Regions from separate parts of the Mus musculus genome. Here all the other regions are linked to region 3. A link is a contact called in public promoter capture Hi-C data. All regions are on one chromosome and are shown on one strand. Each heading gives the region's core, a stretch centred on a gene start, on an enhancer-like site or on the middle of the called end of the contact. The rest is flanking DNA. Distances are from core to core; before and after follow the strand shown.

Region 1 (3,911 bases), core at 1,373-3,872, 290 kb before region 3:
TTCTTCTTTGGGGGCTATTTTGATGCCACTGAAAAGAAACCTGAAAAACAAACACTGGTTTACACTCTCCGGTTTTGATGTGACAGTCTATCAAATCCAATTATAGATGTTTTGTCCAGACAAAGAGTAGAGACAAATGTCATTGGTTTTTTGTAGAATATATCTTCAGATTCACGTCTAGACCTGCTGTCTTCATTTCTTTCCATTCATTAACTTGACAGACATGATGGTTACAGTGTGCTCTATAAAACACAGCCTTTAGAGTCCAGAGAAGCCCTGTGTTGCAGGGCAAATGTGTTCTAGGACAGAGGTGATCATGAGGGCCAGACAGAAAGACCCTCAGAGAAGGACACCCTAAAATGAATTGTGAAGGAAAAGTAGGAGCTATAGGGACTTCAGGAAGCTCCCCCTTTCTCCTCCTCCCCCCACCCTCTCTTTTGAGGCAGTCTTTCACGCAGTCCAGGCTCTCCTCCATCCTGCTCTGGTTTTTGTTTGGTTTGCTTAGGTTTGATTTGGTGTGGATTGGTTTTTGTTGTTTTGTTTTGTTTTGTTTTGTTTTGTTTTGCTTTGTTTTGTTTTTGAGACAGAGTTTCTCTGCATAGCCCTGGCTGTCCAGGAACTCTCCCTGTAGCCCAGGCTGGCCTCAAACTCACAGAGATCTGTCTGTCTCCACCTCCGAGAGCTGAGATTAAAGGTGTGCTCCACCACTGCCTGGCTTCCATCTTGCTCTGCAATGGATTGTACTCACTACTTTTCTGTTGCTGTGATAAGTCACCGTGACCAAAGGCAGCTTAAGGAATAGAGTGCCCCCCTACCCCCGCTTCTGGTTCCAGAGGGATGAGAGTCCATGATGGTGAAGCTGAGGCATGGCATCAGATGACAGCATTGGCGTCAGGAACAGGAAGCTGAGAGCTCAGGTCCTAAACCACAAGCAAAGAAATCCACCTGGAAGTGGTGGGAGGTTTGGACTCTAGGAGCCCAGCCCTAGCAACATACTTAGGGACCAATTATTCACATGCCTGAAACTATGGGGAACATTTGTCATGCAAACTTCCACACCATCTCCACCTCGAAAATGTTGGGATTGCGATTATGCACATCTTCGTACACAGCAATGTGGGTTTTTTTTTCTTTTCTTTTTTTGTTTTTGTTTTTTTGTTTGTTGGTTGGTTTTTGAGACAGGGTTTCTCTGTGTACCCTGGCTGTCCTGGAACTTGCTCTGTAGACCAGGCTGGCCTTAAACGCACTGAAATTCACCTGCCTCTGCTGGGATTAAAAGTTTATACCACCACTCAGCCCTTTTTTTCCCTACTCTTTTTTTTTTCTTTTGCAGCTATGCTCTTGTAGTCTAGGTACTATTACATTTGCTATTAGCCAATATAGAACTCTACCTCTACCTTCTGTGTGCTGGATGAAGTTACAGGTCACCATGTGCTGGGTATCACACCTGGAGGGCTGTGCATACTAACCAAGGACTCTACCAACTGAGCCACACCCTGAGCCCTCTTAACATTCTCAACCTTGTAGCAAGTCACAGGCCTTCCACCCTCCGTGCAGAGCTCCTCTGCTAATTCTCCCCTCCCAGATGACACTTAGCACATCCCACCGACAGCGTTGAGCAACAGCCCTCATTTTAAGTAGCGAAGAGCGCGGTTCAAGGTAAACCATAATGCTATGCCAATTTGAAGCTTCCCCCAAGCAGAGCTGAAGGAGTTGAGATCCATTTTCTCTGTCCCCCACAACCCATCTCCATCCCCACCTGCAGCGACTCTCACTTTAGAACAGGGAAGAGGAAGGGTCAGTAGAAGAGCAAAAGGAAACAGAGTGTGGTGGCACAAAGCGGTAGTCCCAGAGAGCAAGAGGCAGAGGCAGGTGAACGTTAAGTTCTAAGCCAGGCTGGCTTACCTAAAGACCCTATCTCACAAAACCCAAACCAGCACAAGCTACCAAACAACAGCACCACAAGTATATTTCTACTTGGCTCCTCCTTTTCACACTGTTCTCACTGTCCTCTGTGATGGCAGATTTGTAACTGCTGTCTCCTTCAGTGTACATTGAAACTGGGGACTTGGGGGGGGGGGAGGTGGTAAGGGCCCAGCTATCCCTCCAAAGCTGACTTCTAGCATCACACAGCCCTGATGCAGGTGACTCACCATCTGGCTGACCTCACCTCATACCCTCAGCTGCTGTGTCACCCTCACACTCCTTCAGAAATGACATTCAGCCTTCTCTCACTTGCCTAAGAGCTTTGCCAAGTTTATCTCTAGTGGCTCTGTTGGGGAGCTCTTCAGAGCAGCATGAGGATGGGCTGCCAGTCTCCCCTCTGGCAAGCACCCCAACTCCTTAGGGTTGTAAGGTACTGGCCACACCCCCTCCCTCAGCCACAGCACCACTGCCTCCCAGTCCCACTTCCCTGCCTATTATCTTTTGTGGCAGGGGTGGGTAGCAAGGCAGCCTGCACAACCGGTTTGTTTCACTCAGCCACTGCTGATGCCATTGTCCCATTCCTCTCTCTAGTATAGGGATACAAGAGTCACAGGTCTCTCTTTGGACACAGAAGTTGCTTAAACCAACTGCTCAGGGTCATGTGATGGGACTTGTCATAGAAAGAGGCTTTGCTTTGTTGACACCTTTAATGTGGAAACTCATTGCTGGTCTAAGAATAGGTGCCTGTTGAGTGCTCAGCCCTAAATGGCACATGACATCTATATCACCTGATACAGGGAGTCTCTGAAGATGGGCAGAAAGGATGTAAGAGCTGGAGGTGGGAAGAGTTTCGGGGAAGACTATGTTCAGGAGTTGACATGGCAGCTGCACCCATGACCTCATAGCAGCTAAACACAGGAAAAGAGCCAGAAGTGGAGGCCCTGCATCAGCTCCCAGGCTGCATGATCACCAGCCCCACATTGTGCCCTTCCCCAGCCTTGAGCAGGCTAAATAGACCCTAAATGTTTGCTACAGTTGAACCTTAACCACCTAGGTGGAGTCTTCAGCCTTGCAGCACCTGCAATTTCCTACAGGAGTAGATTGCCTGCTGACTTTGCTTTGCAACATAATCCAACTGAAACAAAGCAGAAATAATCCAGTTGAAACAAAGGATGGGTCTGTGGGTTCTCCCTATATAAATACAGTGCTCAATATTAAACTTTGAGCATTGATCAGAAACTTTTGCCTTGGCTTCATCCTTCTCTCCCCTTTCCTTTTTCATTTCCAGTCCCCCTCTGTGGTATACCCAGCTTGTCCATAGCTGCTGGACGACTACACCAAATTCTGTTTTAAGCATTACAGGCAGGTACAGCTGATCTCTGAGGGCTGGCTTGTAAAGACCAAGAGCCTTTGCACCAAGAATCCAGGAGGCAGGGCCTTCAAAGAGTACTTATAGAGGGGCAGGGCCCCTGGACAGACAGGAGATCATCATGAGTTCCAGACCTGCCCGATGTTCATAGCAGACCCTGTCTCAAAAGAAGAAGGAAGAAGAAGAAGAAAGAAGGAAGGAGGAGGAGGAGAGAAAAAGACATTTTAAAAAGATTTATTTATTCATTTTATTTTGTGTCTATATGTGTTTGCACCTACTCATTTTATTTCATCTGTATATTTGTGTACCTGAAGGTACATATGTTCACTGTGTGAGCCAAAGAGCGTCAGGTCCCCTGGAACTGGAGTCACACACGGTTGTAAACCTCAAACGTGGGTGCTGGGAACATACCTCAGGTTCTCTGAAAAAGCAACAAGAGCTGGTAACCACTGAGCCATCCATCCCCCAGAGAAGAAAACTTACAGAACTACTCTGTAGATGAAATAAGACTCTCTTGCTCAGCAAGGTGGCGCACGCCTTTAATCCTAGCACTCAGGAGGCAGAGGCAGGTGGATCTCTGTGAGCTGGAGGCCAGCCTGGTCTCCGACATAGTCAG
Region 2 (3,660 bases), core at 186-2,685, 390 kb before region 3:
GCCTCACATATAATGCTGGGTAGGCCGTTGGCAGCAGGGCACTGACCAAGTTCCTGTAACAAGCCTAATTGTTGCTGGACAGAGCAAGTCTTTGGGGAATGTAGAGGGACACATTACCATTTTGGATAGTCATTGAACACCTTGTCTGGTCAGGTGTCTCCCCAGTGGGGAAGGCTGAGAAGGGCAGAAGGGCGGCAGCATTGCCGGGTCTTTGCCAGTCTTAGAATTTAGACATGTGGGACGGCCTTGAGCAGTGTCTTGTACCTGGGAGCCTAAACTCCATTTTGGAAGGAATCCTCATTAAGCACCGTGCCTTTGGCTTCCTTCCCCCAAATTCCCCTAGGTATTGAAGAAATGAGCCATGGCTCCAAGCCAGTGGTCAACCTAATCCCCACCTCTGAGGGCCACGTGCGTATCATGCTAATGTAGTTTACAGTGGGATGTACCTAATATATTAAAAATGGTTCAGTTTGTCAGAATTGTTGAAAGAGATGGGAAATCTGCTGGTAGCTGTCTGTGTTTGGGCCTCTGCCTTTGATTTTGTGTTCCCTGATATGCAGATGACGTGTTCCCAGTTCTCCTCACACCTGGTGCCAGGTGGCTCCTGTCACCTACCCTGCCACCCCTGTTTAGCACCCTTTCCCAGCCGATAGGTCTCTACACACACACACCCCACCCCACCCCCTTTAGTTTGCCCTGCTATTAGCAGATTGGCCGCTGGGATTCATACCTCTAGCCTTAACAAGATGTACCACGGACCCACCTCAGCCTAGGGAAAGAACAAAGAATGGGATTCACCAAAGAAAAAGGAGACCAAGTCAGGAAGGGAAACGATCACTAGGCAACCTGGAGTCTGTTACCCGGGTAACAGATACATGCTCTGATATTGCAGATGGACATCTTAGTTGGTGGCTCTCAGCCACTCCAGATGCACTGGATGATGGCTCTTGTCCCCGGTGCTGTCCCCCTTGGCGAGGTGGGGTAAATTACACCTAAATCTATGCCTAAACTTCTGACTTTGTGCAATGAACCAACCTGTTAGCCCCTTTAAAGCCAAGCTTTTTACAGACTGTGAGTGTAGGGGGTTCTTACTTGTGTGTCCTGGTGCTGCCAGCCCCTCTACCCACGTCTTGGAGTTTGGCCCTCAGTAGAGAGCAGGCAGGGCTGATGTCACTCAGGCTCATGTGCCACAGCCTGAGTGCTCATCTGCTGAGCGGATGGTGCTCCATGGCTGATTGACTCCAGGATGAATCCAGGTAGAGCTGTGTGAGATCACTGCCACCTCACTTGCCCCTCTGTGACCTGGGCACAGTAGCCATCTCCAGCACCTCACCTTGACCTACTAAGGATAGGTGGGGCATTTTAGGGCTTTTGTTTTTTCATAGGGCTAAGCTGTCCGTTATAAGAACCATGGACCAGTGAGGGCATATAGGGTAAAAGGATGTTAGCACTTGAGACCACTTGGGCACCTTACTGTACTTATGGGTCAGAGATTCTCAGGTAGGTGGCGGGTGCATAGAAGGAATGCCTCAACATCAGGACCTGACTGCCGTTCAGTCAGTGATGGTTCATGATTCCCTTCCAACCCCAGCTTGTTCTAAACATTCTCTCTGCTCTAGGCCCCTAGTCTGTCCTGAGATGGTACAGGGATGATGTGGTTGGTGGTAAGAGTACCAGAGGAGTGTGTGGCTAGCCTGTGAGGTACAAGAGGATCCATGCATGTCCAGTTAGGAGGGTCGTCTTCGTGTTTCTATTGCTGTGGACCAAACACCACTTGTGGAGGAGAGGGTTTATTCCAGCTTGTGACTGCCAGGTCACAATCCATTGCTGAACGAAAGCAGGGCAGGAACTGAAGCAGAAGAGCGCTGCTTACAGGCTTGCTCCCATGGTCGGTTAAGCCTTCATCCAGGACTACCAGTCCAAGTGGTGATACTGCCCACAGTGAGCTGGGTCCCCCACATCAATCATTAGTCAAGACAATGCCCCTTAGCAAAGAGGCGGAGGCCTGAAGGTGAGTTTGCTTTTGCAAAAGGCTCCTGCTTTGAGTGTCTCAATGGTCACATAAAGGCCACATGGCTCCTAGAACAACCTGTGCTCCATATAGGATCTGAGGGGACACTTCACCTAGGGACAGCCACGTTCTTCCATATGTTGGGCAGCCTCTGAGAGGATAAACAGACTTGGAGGAAGGAGACAGCCCAACTTGGAGCCTCTGCAAAAGGGGAGAGGCAACAGCCCTGGCCACAGATCTCCCTGTACATGGTGTGGCTGTTAGGCTGCTATGAGACTTTATCTGGATAACTGAAGGCTGTCCTGTTTAGTCCATCATACTTATCTCCTTCCTTGACAAGGAAACAGCTGGCCTAGGGAAGTGTCCCCAAATCTGGGTCCAAAGCAGGAGGCTGTGAGGACTCCAGGCAAGGAGAGGCTGGGAAGTACAACAGTCAGGAAACCCTCCCTCCCCCACCCCCTCCCCCACAGGCAGGTGACCCCAAAGGTACAGTGATGTCATGTCGATCAGGTGCTGTGCTGTGGGTGTCCCCAGTCTGCTGTCTAGACAATTGAAGGGGAAGGGGCCTGGGCCGAGCTGCGTCCTAGAGGACCAGAGAATATGCACTTGAGTATCATAGGGCGTACTAACGAGGGCCACCCCTGTCCCATTTCCAGAATGGCCCTGGCTATCTCACTTCACAGGGTGATTGATAGGCTTGGGCTGCCTGCTGGCCCTAGGAGTTCTCTGGAAAGTTCTTTCAGAACAAAGACACCTGCAAGCTTCCTCCATTTGACTTTATGCTGGCCTGTTTTTTGTTTGTTAGTTTATTTGAAGACCCAGGTCACGTGAGGAGGCATGACAGCAGGCCTGTGCCCTATGAGGGTGAATGACCCTGTTGTGTGGCCTCCGTCTTGGAGGCCTTGGGTTTGACTTGGAAGTATCAAGACTACACTCAGCTCCATGTTGCCTCTTTTTTTTTTTAAATGGGACCTGGGTTATATTTATGTGTGTGTGTTCATTCACACATGAAAATCATAAGATAACTTAGAAAGTCAGTTTCCCTTGTACACTGTGGAGGTCAAACTGCGGTCATCAGGCTTGGTGGCAAGTGCCTTTGCCTGCTGAGCCATCACCCCAGCCCAGAGTATTACGTTATGGGACAATTCAGGTGAGCTACACAAATGTCCTCCTATCTATCATTTGTGTGTGTGTGTGTGTGTGTGTGTGTGTGTGTGTGTCCCTAGTCTTAGACGTGACTTCATGCCAGAGCCCTGCACTTAACCCACAGTCATTAAACCTGTGATCTATGAGCACTGCCCTTGTTAGCTGGTAAGGCTGTGTCCCGTCCTGCCTCGGACGTCACAGCTGGCTCCAGCAGGCGGGTGTGCTCTGCTTACCTTGGCATTGGCCACTAAGATGTTCAGGGTGTCCCCTCGAGCCCCTTCGCGCGATGTTCTCACCCCACTTTTCCTCTCTCCTCACAGGTATCCGCCCCCAGATCATGAACGGCCCCCTGCACCCCCGCCCCCTGGTGGCACTGCTGGATGGCAGAGACTGCACTGTGGAGATGCCCATCCTGAAGGACCTGGCCACTGTGGCCTTCTGTGATGCACAGTCCACTCAGGAAATCCATGAGAAGGTGGGTTGCACCTCACCTTTACCTGGGT
Region 3 (3,550 bases), core at 987-3,486:
TCTTTGTGTAGCTTTGGCTGTCTTAGAACTCATTTTGTAAACCAGGCTGGACTTGAACTCACAGAGATCCTCCTGCCTCTGCCTCTTGTGTGCTAGGATTAAAGGTGTCCGCCACCACTGTCCGGCTCAGTTATTTCTAGTAAACAAGTCAGAACAAATACCCAGAATTGTACCCACTACTGCAGTGCCAATTTTGTCTTCTCACATAAGGTAGCAGCACTTGGTTCTACGAAGTCTCAAAAAAAAAAAAAAAAAAAAAGAAAGAAAAAAAGTGAACTTGTTCCCAGTTTTATCAAAAAAAAAAAAAAAAAAAAAAAGAACCTATTGGTATAGTTTGAATTTGCATTTCTAATGCAACGGGTGGAGCATCTTTCCTGCGCTGAGGGGGTCACCAGTGTCTCTTTCCTGGTGAGTCTTCTGTCTTCTGTCCACATTCTCACTCAATGGCTGACTTTTTTGATTTATATATTCTGGGCCATAGATGTGAAAGCTTTCTTGGCAAGATGCCAAAAGAAACCTCATTTTCATTATACATATTTGTACATGTATCCATGTTCATATGTGTGTGTGTGTGTGTGTGTGTGTGCGTGTGTGTAGATACACATGTATGACACCGGTAATCTCAATTGGCAGCTCGATGAGAGCTAGCATCATCCAGAAGACAAGCATCTGGGCCTGTCTGTGGGTGGACTCTCTTCAGCTGTTAATTAAAGTGGGAAGTCACTTCCTACAGGTGGCACTATCCCGGGGCTTATATGCTTTGGCACTATCTTCACGTATACTCATCTATGGTGAGTGACTCAGTTTATTCATTTGAGCACAAACTATGGTCTACCTTCCTTCCAATGAGATCCTCATAACGTCCTGGCTGCTTACATCGTCCAGTGTCTGTCCCGCTACACTCTAAGAGGGGCCTCCACAGAATTAACTGCTCATATCCAAGGCTCAGTGAAACAAAGCCAGCCTTAAGTTCTGGAGTTAGTGGAGACAATGTAGAAGCCAGAAAGACATGTAAACTGGACTTTCACCCACCCAGAAGGTCTAGGTGTTTCCTAGGACTAGCTGTCCCATACCAGTCCCTTTCACTGTGCTACAAAACATAGTCTGTGTCCTTGTTACACCATCAGTGCCACCCCTCTTGCTCAAGTGTTCTCTCTCTCCACAACCATACGCGCGCGCGCACGCACACACACGCACACACACACACACACAAACAGATAAGTAGGGGAGGGCCTCTCGGGATCAAAGGACTTACTTAACTGCAAATAAGTAAATAGTGCTAGTTAGGTCAGGGTACCCCAGAGAGTGATATTGAGAGAATAATGCTAAACAATGAGCAGCCTCCAACTGCTCATCCACATTACACAAAGCTATCTGCGGACCAAAGACAAATAGCCCAGGTTTAATGCCAATTGTGGTCTCTGACAGCATTCTGCATTGGCAAGGTGTAATGAGCCAGACCCCTTGTCCTCCTCAAATCAAAACCAATACAAGAGAATTAGATGGCTAGCCATGTATATGATTTAAAGTTTTCTAAGAGAAACAGGTGGATCATTTGAATAGTTTACTTAGCCTAGTATATTAAAAATAGTCACTTAAACGTGTAAGCAACATCAAGAAATATTTTAAAGTAACTTTTCCATTTATTTACTTTTAAGATGGAGGACATGCATGGAGGGCAGAGAGAGGCAACTTACGGTAGCCACCGTTCTTATTCTACCATGTGGGTCCCAAGAATTGAACTCAGGTGTCACACACAACTGGCAATGAGTGTCTTTACCCATGGAGCCATCTCCCCGGCCTAACAGGTTGCAATATTAATGAGATAGTCTACACTTTTTGAATCTGTATTTTACTTGCAAGTTAACCAACTGCTTCCAAAACACAGCTTCAACCCATAAATGCCTAGGACCAACCCAACCTTCCCCCGACAAGGTTCCTAGCCAGCCTGAGGGGTGGAGCTAGCACTCGAGAAGGCGGAGCTAGCGCGAACGCCCCGCCCCCGGTAGTTGACACAGCCGGGAACCCCCTGCATTGAGCTCACTAACCTCGCCACTGCCTCCACAGAGCCTGCGATAGCGGTTGCACCGCTTGCGCTGCTATCACATAGCACCCCGGAGATGTCAAGCAGCACTCCCCGCACGCCCGTCAGCCGCTCAGCCCATGCGGCCATCGTGTCCAGCTATAAATCCGAACTCGGCGTCGCCGCTGCTTTTATCCCGCAGCCACGCCTCCCGCGCGGGGTTGCCTGGGAAATGTAATCCGCGGCGGGCGGGCCGGGAGCAAACTGGGAACCACGTGGACCAGCCTGACGCTTGACTATCAGGAAAAGCAGTGAACGCATCCTGCGGAAGGAGTTCAAACCCCTAAGAGTCAGGACATGACAACTTGAAATGAAAAGTGAAACAGTCCAGGAGGGATGGCTCTCACCTGTAATCCCCAGCAGGGCTGAGAGTGTGAAGCCAAGATGCCACAAGGGGGTAAAGGTGTTTGGCACAAAACTTAACTTTAATTCTATTCCCAGGACCCATACAATAGCAGGAGAAAACCTATTCCTGACATTGTCCCCAGATCTCCCCACGAGTGCATGCACACACACGTATACTAATTAAATAAATGAAATTTTAAGTGTTGGAGACATCCTAGCCTCAGTAGTGAGGTTCTGTCTCAAAAATGGAAGAGAGAGGGAGAGATCTTGCAGGCGGTTAGATGGCACCATCCAATTCCTTGGAAACACACTAAAGGAACGTGTGCAAACAGAATGACTGCGGTGTAAATAAATGATAATGCCAAGACAAGCTGAAGAAAATTAATGTAGAGGATACAGGTTGCATATCAGAGATGCTGAAAGAAATGTGCTGAAAGAAAGATCAGCCAGGGGAGGTGGCAGAAGCAGCTGAAGCTCTCAGAGTTTGAGGTCAGCCTGTTGCGAGTTCCAGGACAGCATGGACTACACAGAGAAATCCTGTCTCAAAAAAAACAAAAAAACAAAACAAAACAAAAAGAGGGGAAGGGGATTGGAGAGAGAAGGGGGAGGGAGGGGGAAGACAGGGGGGAGAGGGACAGAAAGGGAGAAGGAGAGAGAGAGAGAGACTCCCGCTAACTACCTTGGAAAACTCTTCTGTTCTAACATTATATGAAAAACACAAATTCAAAAGTTATATGCAGACAACAGCCTTGCAAAAATAAAGAGCATGGTAATATGAGTAGAAAAAAACACCAAATTTTATGTGTCTCGGGAGGCCAGAAGAGGGTGTTGATCCCTGAAACAAGAATTATATATAGACCCTGATGATTAATGATGTGGGTGCTGGGACTGAACTCTGGTCCATCTGAAAGACCATCCAGTGCTCTTAACCACTGAGCCACCTCTCCAGCACCCAGAATGTTAGAACTTTAACGCATTTCAACAAAGTGTGCATTATTCTTTTGATGAGCTTACCAGAGGAGCTGCTCGCAAGAGAAATAAAAGGTATAATGTCTACCCTGAGTGGGTTTACTGTGCTAGAGATCAATATTATACAGAGAGACTGAAGAAGCTGCTCTAACT

What was found. Promoter capture Hi-C pulls out the DNA fragments that hold promoters and counts their contacts. Capture Hi-C pulls out chosen DNA fragments and counts their contacts.
Region 1: a contact with region 3 is called in a promoter capture Hi-C map of pre-B cells, with 5 times the contacts expected there. The contact joins the enhancer-like site here to the promoter of Lhpp in region 3. A contact is called at or near these places in 17 of 39 promoter capture datasets (the C10 cell line, the HPC-7 cell line, HPC-7-derived erythroid cells and 9 more), 1 of 15 datasets of contacts at CTCF or cohesin (large pre-B cells), 2 of 484 Hi-C or Micro-C datasets (embryonic stem cells and nephron progenitors), 5 of 115 datasets of contacts at active chromatin or transcription factors (all in embryonic stem cells) and 4 of 9 other capture datasets (adipose tissue, embryonic stem cells, liver and 1 more).
Region 2: a promoter capture Hi-C map of liver shows a contact between it and region 3, with 3 times the contacts expected there. The contact joins the promoter of 4932437C15Rik here to the promoter of Lhpp in region 3. A contact is called at or near these places in 12 of 39 promoter capture datasets (the 3T3-L1 cell line, 3T3-L1-derived adipocytes, the C10 cell line and 8 more), 1 of 15 datasets of contacts at CTCF or cohesin (pro-B cells), 2 of 115 datasets of contacts at active chromatin or transcription factors (embryonic stem cells and microglia) and 5 of 9 other capture datasets (adipose tissue, embryonic stem cells, liver and 2 more).

What each region holds. Positions count from the first base shown.
Region 1 is chr7:132,899,737-132,903,647 of GRCm38.p6, reverse strand. All of the region lies in intron 1 of 1500002F19Rik (a long non-coding RNA gene), which reads left to right. Gm46003 (a long non-coding RNA gene) reads right to left here. Exons shown (of 2, transcript XR_001778301.2): 2 at 1,326-3,911. Among named protein-coding and RNA genes, the nearest start is that of Gm46003, 4.8 kb to the right of the region's middle. Within about 2 kb of position 2,622, at least 16 of the 459 cell types and tissues checked have an H3K27ac peak or open chromatin away from gene starts, as enhancers often do.
Region 2 is chr7:132,999,163-133,002,822 of GRCm38.p6, reverse strand. It overlaps 4932437C15Rik (a long non-coding RNA gene), which reads right to left and starts at 1,435. Exons shown (of 2, transcript XR_378552.2): 1 at 1,093-1,435. It overlaps Ctbp2 (C-terminal binding protein 2), which reads left to right. Exons shown (of 9, transcript NM_001170744.1): 2 at 3,478-3,632.
Region 3 is chr7:132,609,329-132,612,878 of GRCm38.p6, reverse strand. Lhpp (phospholysine phosphohistidine inorganic pyrophosphate phosphatase) reads right to left here and starts at 2,236. Exons shown (of 7, transcript NM_029609.1): 1 at 2,049-2,236. The coding sequence starts at 2,173.